Linked DNA regions of Sus scrofa: region 1 is linked to region 2. A link is a contact called in public Hi-C data. All regions are on one chromosome and are shown on one strand. The core of a region is the stretch at or near the end of the contact, and the rest is flanking DNA. Distances in the headings are between cores, read along the strand shown.

What was found. Hi-C and Micro-C count contacts between places; a contact is called where the count stands out from the background.
Region 1: a Hi-C map of mesenteric adipose tissue shows a contact between it and region 2, with 1.5 times the contacts expected there. The contact joins the promoter of BAZ2A here to the enhancer-like site in region 2. A contact is called at or near these places in 2 of 5 promoter capture datasets (fetal skeletal muscle and liver), 6 of 47 Hi-C or Micro-C datasets (adipocytes, heart right ventricle, liver and 2 more) and 2 of 2 datasets of contacts at active chromatin or transcription factors (alveolar macrophages and skeletal muscle).

The regions. Positions count from the first base shown.
Region 1 is chr5:21,980,776-21,986,111 of Sscrofa11.1, reverse strand. It overlaps BAZ2A (bromodomain adjacent to zinc finger domain protein 2A), which reads left to right and starts at 3,079. Exons shown (of 29, transcript XM_001927752.7): 1 at 3,079-3,278. The coding sequence starts at 3,275. It overlaps ATP5B (ATP synthase subunit beta, mitochondrial), which reads left to right. Exons shown (of 10, transcript XM_001929410.5): 10 at 1,102-1,362. The coding sequence ends at 1,199.
Region 2 is chr5:21,872,821-21,877,814 of Sscrofa11.1, reverse strand. All of the region lies in intron 4 of RBMS2 (RNA-binding motif, single-stranded-interacting protein 2), which reads right to left. Among named protein-coding and RNA genes, the nearest start is that of GLS2, 55 kb to the right of the region's middle. Within about 2 kb of position 2,459, at least 10 of the 83 cell types and tissues checked have an H3K27ac peak or open chromatin away from gene starts, as enhancers often do. A contact at or near this core is called in mesenteric adipose tissue, where this site is marked.

The DNA.
Region 1 (5,336 bases), core at 1,830-4,329, 110 kb before region 2:
TATCACAAAGCCAAAACCCAATGTCATACAGCCAAAGTGGAGAGCAAGAATTTGAACGTGAATTTATGTGACTCTGGAATACTGTTTTTTTGTGGGGTTTTTTTTTTGGTCTTTTGTCTTTTCAGGGCCGCACCCACAGCATATGGAGGTTCCCAGACTGTGGGTTGAATCGGAGCTGTAGCTTCTGTGCCACAGCCACAGCAATGCTGGATCCAAGCCACTTCTGCGACCTACACCACAGCTCACGGCGATGCCAGATCCTTAACCCCCTGAGCGAGGTCAGGGATCAAACCCACAACACCTCATAGTTCCTAGTCGGATTTGTTTCTGATGTGCCATGGAGGCAACCCCTGGACAACTTGTTCTTAATCTATACTGTAGTTATGTCTTGTGAATTGGGTTTGTGAGGGAAGTTTGTTAAGAAAAGAATTCTTTTTTCTTTTCTTTTCTTTTTTTTTTTTTTTTTTTTTTTTTTTTTTTTTTTTTTTTTTTTTAGGGCTACACCCACAGCACATAGAGGTTCCTAGGCTAGGGGTCTAATCAAAGTTATCGCTGCCAGCCTACACTAGAGTCATAGCAATGCCAAATCAGAGCTGCATCTGTGACCTACATCACAGCTCACGGCAGTACTGAATCCTTAACCCGCTGAGCGAGGTCAGGGATCGAACCCACAGCCTCGTGGTTCCTAGTTGGAATTGTTTCCACCATGCCACAACGGGAACTCCCAGAAAAGATTTCTAATTGGGAGTTCCCTTTGTGGCTCATGGTTATGAACCTGTATCCATGAGGATGGGGGTTCTATCCCTGGCCTCACTCAGTGGGTTAAGGGATCCGGTGTTGGCATGAGCTGTGGTGTATGTCGAAGACTCTGCTCAGATAATCCATTGCTGTGGTTGTGGTGTACGCTGGCAGTTGCAGCTCTGATTAAACCCCTAGCCTGGGAACTTCATGTGCTGCACATGTAGCCATAAAAAGCAAAGTAAAAGATTTTTAAGATGATATGATTTCATATTCTGAATAATGGCGTCAAGTGGTGAGGTACCCACTGCAGAAAATTGATATTCTTCCACTTCTCACCAGTTGGCATTTTTTTCCATATAGGTGAATATGACCATCTCCCAGAACAGGCTTTCTATATGGTGGGACCCATTGAAGAAGCTGTGGCAAAAGCTGATAAACTGGCTGAAGAGCACTCATGAGGGAGTCCTTTTGGCAAACTAAGTACTCATCCTCTTTGTGGCCCTCTCTTGCCCCTCATCCAAAATGCAGTTTTCCCTGTAGGCCATGAGAGCCTTGATTGAAGACATTGTATTCTGTCTGAAGAGTATTTAAGGTTTCCAATAAAATGTACATCCCTCATCATCTGTCTGTTGTTCTTGGTCCTAAAAACAAAGCCAACACTGAGGTTTTTAGCAATTTTAGAATAGTCACAAGAAACAGCATGAAATGGGCCATATACGTTTGAAATGGGGTCATCAAAAAAAGAAAAGCTGCTAGTTCGGATTAATAAACTAGCATGAGTCTTGTGAGGAGTTTCCTGTGGATGATGTGATCTTACTAGTAGGGTCTCAACTTTGGCCTTTTATGTTGTTCATGGCAAATCAATTTTTTGGCTCTTCAGTATTCTATTTAGCACCTTATTTGATTAAAAAAGCAAAAGGGGACATCCTGCTGTGGTGGCATCTCTGGAACCTTGGGATGCAGGTTTGATCCTAGCCCAGCACAGTGGGTTAAAGAATCCTGTGTTGCTACAGCTGAGACTAGCTCAGATCTGATCCCTGGCCCAAAACTCTATGCTAAATAAAAAGGTTTTTTTCAGAAAAGCACACTGGGAAAAGTGGGTTGGGTGGTTTAAAAATAAGTGCTACTCTAAGAGAAGTAAGGGGTTAATCAGTGTTTTGAAGGATTAATACTGATCTGTGCAAAATTTGAGTCAACCCACCACCGCCCCACCATTGCCACGGTTTTGTTTTTTTTCATCATGTATTTTGGGCAAGACTTGTATGTGGTTCCTTGAGGCAGTGCAGGGTTTAAAGTGCCATTAGCCCTATTCTAAGATCCCTAAAAATTGAAATCTGTTACAGAGGAATAGTAATTTGCAGGGTTGCTGGGCTTGGGGTTTCTCAGCTAAATAGTGGAATTAGACAATTGCCCCTTCACTTTAGCCAACCGAAAGGTGCAGGATTATAAGAATTACTCAAAGGCACACCCAGTTTCAAACAAGTACTAGGTCGGATTTGGTGCTCCTGAAATATTTTCTGGGCCCAGACCCATATCCTGCCCTCTGGTGGTAGGGCTAGAGGCTCTGCACAAACTCTCATCTCACCATTTTGAAATCCTTGAAGGCCATTTGCAGGGATGTGGTTCTTAGCTAATGACTGTTTACAAACCGGCTGGGGCTTTTGTCCTGAGGAGGAGCCTGAATCTATAAGCTCCACCCTGAGGCATTCAAGTTGATTAGGAGCCGGGTAGGACAAACATCCCAATTCAGAGGCCCCCGGGGGCTGAAGGTTGGGGAGGGGCCTTGGGAGAGGAGCCAGGGGTGGAGTAGGGGCCTCTATAAGTTTCCTCCCATCTGCCTATGACGTCCTTGGCACCAGTCTCTTCTGTGTCGTGATCTGGACGGAAGGTGGAGCCCCTGAGCTGCCTGTGCCTGGTAGTTTGCTCCCAGAAAATCCTGAATTTGGGGAAATGCTGAGTTATGGGGTGGGGGCACACATCCTCTGGGTCAAGACTGAAGTGGGGTAAGAAGCTGGTGCAGGAGCCCCCAGGGCCGGCCCTTTTTGCTCCACTTTCCCTTGTTATCCAGATGCAGACCTGGGAACTACGACCCTAAAGGTCATTTCTATCCCTCCACCCCCACATTTACATCTCTCAGCATTCATCCAGAAACTTCTTCCTCTCACTACCTGCAACTGTTTATTTCCTTCCTCCTTCATCGGTCTCTTCTTGTAGCATGCCACTGGAGTGTCAACACAGATCTAACCTTCCTCCATATTTCTCCTGGTTCTGCCCCGTCCTCACCGCCTCCTCCCTCTCCACCCAGAGAAAGCCCCGCCCTTCCCTCCTCCCTCCCCACCCCAGTCTGTCACACAGGGACATCACCCTACAGCAGTTCAGGCTGTGGTTCGCAGGAAGCATACATTGGCTTTTTGATTCGTGCTGGTTCCCAGCTCACAGTTTGGGAGGATCTAACACCAGCCTTCACGTGAAGGGGGAATCAAGGACGGTGAGGAGCTAGGTGGTCCCAGCCCTGAAGCCCAGCCAGCCTGACATGGGTAAGTATGAAGACCGGCCCCCCTCGGGGAAGGCCTGAGGGATGCCTACCTCCCTCCCTGGCTGACTCAGCAGGGGTGGGGCCTAACCTTTGCTCTTTTGAGGGGTGAAGGAGGAGACGCCAGACTATAGGGGCACAGGGCTCAGCTGATGAGGCTGCCGACCACGAACGTTGGAAAGCTCCAGCTCCAGGGAAGAACCTGAGACTGCACCTTAGGTGGGGGCTTTCCCACCTCACCCCCATTTCCCCAGCTCCTTGAGCCTCCCACTATTTTACACTCACTGCTGCTCCCCCCTAAAAAAAGTAAAGCCTACTTTTGGTCTCATTGGAAGATTTTTTAAAGGTGTATCTTCCCCCATTTTCTCCTGGGCTTTTTAAGTCCCTGTCTTCTTTCCTCCCCCACCCTGACCCACCACCAGGTGGGGGCTGCACTGAGCAGCTGCTTCCTGTTGCCCCAGAGGTTGCTGCAAGGGTGGTGGTGGTTGGGGGAAAGCTGAACTAGAATTCAGAAAGCACAATTCTCACAGTTCTACATCAGCCTCACTAGGGCTGCTGTTGGCGGTCCCCCTTGCTCCAGTCACTGAGAAGACTCAGAGAGGGAGGACTGACATTGAAAGGCCTAGGAGGCCTAGGAGGTCTTTGCTCTCGTGGCTTCCTGATTCCAGAGACTTTTAAACTTGGGCCGAGCTTGAGGAAAGAGGCTGTGTCTTTCCACCGCTGAAGAGATTGGGTCGGTGAGGAGCTGAAACAGGGAACCTGTGCACCTGGTAGGGCCGCTGTTACCCCCAGCAGGCTCGGCCTCGAGTTCCCTCTTTGGCACCTTCACTCCTCGGGAGTCCTTGTGACTCTCACTGTCTTTCATGCCCTCCTTTGTGAAGAGATCTTTGCCAGTGCCCCCGGAGCGCAGGCGGAGCTCTCCCAAGTCCTCCAGTTCGGACCCACCACCCTCCCCCACTTCACCACCCAAGTTTCTGTCTCTTCTTCCTGGGATCTGTTCTCTTCCTCCATCTGGGATCCTTCCTGGTTCTGGCCCCTAGGAGACGCCACCAGCGTCCCCTCCCCCAGAGGATTCTTCGCGACAGCCCTATCGGAGCGTTCGTCCTTACCCCAGTAGCTCCTGCCCCTTTAAGTGCTCCCCCCCCACCTCCCGCTCCGCCGCGGCCGGCCCAGGGCTGGGGGAGGAGGCGCCGCCGCCGCCCGGCTCGGCCACCTGCGCCGCCGCCGCCGCCGCCGCCGCCCGGCCCTGCTCCAGGTGAGGCCTGGCACCTACGACCGGTCCTGGAGTCCCTGGGCGGGCCGCCCCTGCGGTCCCCTTCCCCGGGATCCCCGCTGCCCTGGACGCAGGATCTGACCCTCCCCCTGCGGGAGCTGCCCTTCCTCTCTCCCCCGCACTATCTACTCACCCATTTCTCTCCTGTCCTCTGCGACCGGAATCCGGAGGCTTCTCACGCCTCTCGGCCAATCTCTCCAGGGTACCCCTCCTACTCTGGACCTAGGATCTCCCCCTCCCCCGCGTCTTCCTCGCCAGAAAAATCTCCCGCGGTCTGGGTTTCTCCTCCTCCCTCTGGAACCATCGCTTTCCCACGCCATCCTAACCTCCAATGGGAGGGGGAATAACCGCCACCCTAACTCCTTTCCGTCCCTGTATTAAAGGAGGGGGGTGGGGGGGTTATAGAGTGGAGTCACTTTCAGGCCCGGCTCCGCTGAGCCCTTCAAGTTCAACTAACTCCCATCTGAAGCTTTTCTGTAGCCCTCATCCCACCCCATCTTTAGGACTTTAGGGGTGCCCGACCGCAGCACCCCGTCAAATAGCTCAGGTGGGAAAGGCTCTCTTGGACTTGGGGCAGGCCTGCCCAACCTAGGAATGTTCCTGCCCCAGAGTCAGAGAATGGAGGTGGGGTTGCACCCAGAATCTTGTGATTCTGGGCTTAAGGGGCTTTTGGGGGATACTGGGTTAGGGGCTAGGGCTAAGTCTCTAAGGGTGTTGGGGTGGTGGGCGAAGGCCTGGGAAACCCAGCCTTCTTTATTCAGTTGCAAAAGGAGTCCTAAGGAAATTAGG
Region 2 (4,994 bases), core at 1,210-3,709:
CCTGGGCCAGGAACTTCCATATGCCAGGAGGCAGCCAAAAAAAAAAAAAAAAAAAGAATTAAAAAAATACGGGGAGTTCCTGTCATGGCACAGTGGTTAAGGAATCCGACTAGGAACCATGAGGTTGCAGGTTCGGTCCCTGCCCTTGCTCAGTGGGTTAAGGATCCGGCGTTGCCGTGAGCTGTGGTGTAGGTTGCAGACGCAGCTCGGATCCCAAGTTGCTTTGGCTCTGGCACAGGCTGGGGTCTACAGCTCCGATTAGACCCCTAGCCTGGGAACCTCCATATGCCGTGGATCGGCCCAAGAAATAGCAAAAGACCAAAAACAACTTTACTGAGATATAATTTACACACCATGTAATTAACCCATTAAAGTATAAATTCAGTGGTATTTGGATCACAGAGTTATGCAACCATCACCACAATCAATTTTAGAACATTTTCATTACCACACAAAGAAACCCAAAACTCATTACTAGTCACTCTTCCTTTCCCCCCAGTCATCCTCTTCCACTCCAGCCCTAGGCAACTACTGCTTTCTGTCTCTCTGGATTTGCCAATTCTAGACATTTCATATAAACAGAAGCATGAAATACAGATGACCCTTGAAAGACATGGGTTTGAACTGTACAGATCCACTAACATGTGGATTTTTTTTCAATAGTACAGCACACTATAGTACAGCACAGTCTGCTGTTGGGTTGAAGCCAAGGATGCAGAAGAATCATGGATAGGGAGGAGCCAAATACACAAAGGATCAACTACAGCTGATACATGGATGTTCAACTGCAGAGGTCTGGTATCCATAGGCCCCACATTGCTCAAGAGTCAAATGTATGTGATCTTTTGTGAGCGGCTTCTTTCGCTAGCATAATGTTTTCAAGGTTCATCTATTTTGTAAAAGGTATCAGTACCCTATTCCTTTTTTTTTTTGGCTACACCTGTGGCACTTGTAAATTCCCAGGCCAAGCATCAAATCCAAGCCACAGCAGTGACAACACTGAATCCCCAACTGCTAGGCCACCAGGGAACTCCTGTATTCTATCACTTTTTATTGCTGAATAAAATTCCAAAATTCCATTGAAAGGATATAAATAATATTTTATTTATCTGCTCATCAGTTGATGGATATTTGTGCTTTTCCCCTTTTTGGCTATTGTGAATAATGTTGCTATGAACAATAATGTATAGGTTTTTGTGTAGACATACATTTTAATTTCTCTTGAGTATATACAGAGTGGGTTTAACTTTTTGAGGAACTGTCAAACTGTTTTCCAAAGTAGCTGCATCATTTTACATCCCAATCAGCACTGTTTGAGGGTCCAATTATTTCACGTTATTATCTGTGTTTCTGATTATAGCCATCCTTGTGGGTGTGAAGTGGTACCTCACTGGGGTTTTGATTTCCTTGATAGCTAATGATGCTAAACATTTTTTCACAGCTATTTGTAGATTTCTTTGGAGAAATATCTACTGAGATATATTGCTCAATTTTTATATTGGGTTCTGCTCTTCATCTTAAATTTCTTAAAAGTTTAGTCTATATACACCATCTATACTTCCTTACCTTCTTTCACTCATCAACCCACTCCAACCTTGCTTCTGTTCCCCACTCTGAAATTGCTTGTCAAAGTCATCAACCACCTCCACACTGACAGAATCAAAGACTATTCATCAACTTTCACCTTCCAGGATAAAATCCTGTGGTTGGCACATCTGTACTTTTGTGTGTGTGTGTATGTGTGTGCTTTTCAGGGCCACATCCATGGCACACGGAGGTGCCCAGGCTAGGGGTCTAATCAGAACTACAGCTGCCAGCCACAGCCACAGCAAAGCCAGATCCAAGCTGCTTCTGCAACATACACCACAGCTCACGGCAAAGCCGAATCTGTAACCCACTGAGCAAGGCCAGGGATCAAACCCACAACCTTAAGGTTCCTAGTCAGATTCAGTTCTGCTGTGCCACGACAGGAACTCCTGGCACATATGCATTTTAATTCCAACTGACTTTTTTTTTTGTTTTTGTCTTTTTAGGGCCGCACCCGTGGCACATGGAGATTCCCAGGCTAGGGGTCAAATCGGAGCTGTTGCTGCTGACCTATGTGACAGCCACAGCAACGCCAGATCTGAGCCATGTCTGCAACCTACACCATAGCTCACGGCAACACCAGATCCTTAACCCACTGAGTGAGGTCAGGGATCGAACCCACAACCTCATGGTTCCTAGTTGGATTCATTTCCACTGCGCTATGATGGGAACGCCTGACTTCTTATTCTAATTTATACTTTCCTCTATTTTTCCTTTGTCCTGTTTCTTTTCTATATTTTCCTACTTTAGAACATATTTTCTTATGAGATGATAAATGTAAACCAAAAACCAAAGGGTATATCCAGAGAGCTGCAGGTAACACAACTGGCTAGAACTGAGTGAATGTAATGAAATTATGCTAGGGAAAGATAAGGAAAGGCTAGATAAACAGTGGGTATTAGGCTAAGGACTTGGACTTTGTTTAGCAAGCAGTGGCTTGAGGTGGGATTTCACTTCCCAGACTGGGGACTGAATGGGATTGCAGCAGTGAAAGCACCAAGTCTTAACCACTAGACCACCAGGGAACTCATGCATTAAAGCTTTTTCTACAAGAAATGCTTAGCACTAGACTGCTGGAATGTTGGGAGATTATTCTGGTAGAAGGTATACAATTACCTGAGGGCAAGGGATAGGCAGTGGAAAAACAGGAGGCAAGGAGATCATTCAGGATGTCTGTTACTGTAGTAATGAGGGCAGAAGTTAGTGTAGTAGAGCTAAACAAGAAAGAAGGAATCAGAGGAAAGACATCACTATTAAACTTTAACTGAGTTAACTAAATCTCTGATAACAGAATTATTAGCTGCCCCCAGTCAACAGATATTAAACTTTCAAAATTTTATTAATTTTAATGGAAACTAGATGAATTTTGTATAGTAAAAACACAAAAATTCTCTGTTAGAAGTATAAACCATTGCTTCCCCTTTTCTCCTCTAAAGTAAACACTTCTGAAAATTCTGGGTAATTCGAGCTTTTTAAAGAGTGAAGATCTGGCAATGCCCACCAGTCAGTTCTACTCTCATCACTGCCTCCTCCCCACCCCCAACAGACATGCTAAGATCAAGAAGAAAGAGAAATTTATGCAAAGTAGGTTGGGGAAGGCAAAATATACCAGTTAAACACAGTCTCTTTTCTTTTTTTCCAAAGGGAATGGTTGTTGATGCTCTGAGGAGTTAAATTATAATAACACATGCCAGGAAGATGATGTCAGGGAAGGCGTGGTTAGGCTCTTTACAAGTCTAAAATTCCTTTAGTCCCAAACACTTCCTCTTTCAATTTTACCTATACTCAAGTCTCTGTACTGAGGTAACTCTTTCAAAAGGTGAAAAAACAGTGTTGAGACCTCTGACCTTTTTATCTCCAGTCTTTTTTTTTTTTTTTTTTTTTTAAGAACCAGGAAAAACTGAAGGCCAATAAAACAGATTATTACTAAAATGTACCACATTATTTTGCAGAATCTCTCTTTGAAATCCACATTTTCCCCCTTCTGTGACTATTTTATTTCCAAAGATAGGAGTGGGTATTCAACACTACATCCTGAGAAAGAAAGTGCTTTTACGACGTATTATACATTTGTTGATTGTATGCCTATATTTGCCATGGCCAGAAAAGAATAAGAAAATTACAATTGTCATGGGCTCCCCAGAAACAACTTCCTTAATAAATAAAGTACACAAGTATGTTTCAAAATAAAACAATGAATTTTTTTTTTGGCTGCACACATTGCATATAGAAGTTCCCAGGCCAGGCATAGAATCAGAGCTGCAGCTGTGCCATGCTGGGCTGAGGATCCAACCTGCACCTCAGCAGCAACCTGAGCCACTGCAGAGACAACACCAGGTCCTTAACCCACTGTACCACAGCAGGAGCTCCAAAACAATCTTACTTCTTAAAGACAAGTAAATAAAAAGTCACAATAGTGTTGTATAAATAGCTTTTCAAACTGAGCTCACTGGAATTATTTTTATTCCACCAGCCAGAAGTGATGACTACAGTAAATTATGATGTAAAGGAATTCCCACTGTGGCATAGCAGGATAAGGATCCAGTGTTGTCTCTGCAGCAGCAAAGGTTCAATCCCTGGCCTGGCACAGTGATTTAAGAATCCGGCACTGCTACAGCTGCATGCCACAGCTCATCCAAGTTGAGGCTTGGATTCAATCCCTGGCCTGGAAACTTCCATACGTCCCAGGTGCGGCCAGTAAAGAAAAAAAAATTTGTGATGTAAAAATGCTCTTTTAAAGAAAGAGATCTCTAAAAATCTATTATTTCCAGACTTTGGTATAACATAATAATGGGCAATAAAAGCAGATATTTATAATTTGTACTTTTTCAGAAGTTTAGGATTTTATTGTTCTTTATTTCAGGGTTTGTTTTTTTTGTTTTGTTTTACTTTTCTTTTTCTTTTTTGGTCACCTGGCAGTATATGGAGTTCCTGAGCCAGGGATCAGATCAAAGATATAGTTGGGACCTACACCACAGTTGTGGCAATGCTGGATCCTTTAACCCACTGTGTTGGGCTGAGGATTAAACCTGCAACCTGGTGCTGCAGAGATGCCATCAATCCCACTGCACAGTGGGAACTCCTATTTCAGTTTTTCAGGTGTTCTGGACAGGCCCAAGAACTTTTCCACATAGACTTAGCCCACTTGAGAAACTGAGTCCTTAAGCCAATGACAAAATTAAAACTTTAGGAGTTCTCTTATGGAACAGCAGGCTAAAGATCCTGGAATCACTGCATTGGCTTGGGTCCCTGCTGTGTCACAGGTTCAATCCCTGGCCTGGGAACTTCCACATGCCACGTGCGCAGTCGAAAAAATAAAAAAAATAAAATTTTTTAATTAAACTTTACCTTGTCATAGAAAAATATCTGGTAGAATAGACAGACCAAATTGCTACCAGTTAATCTTT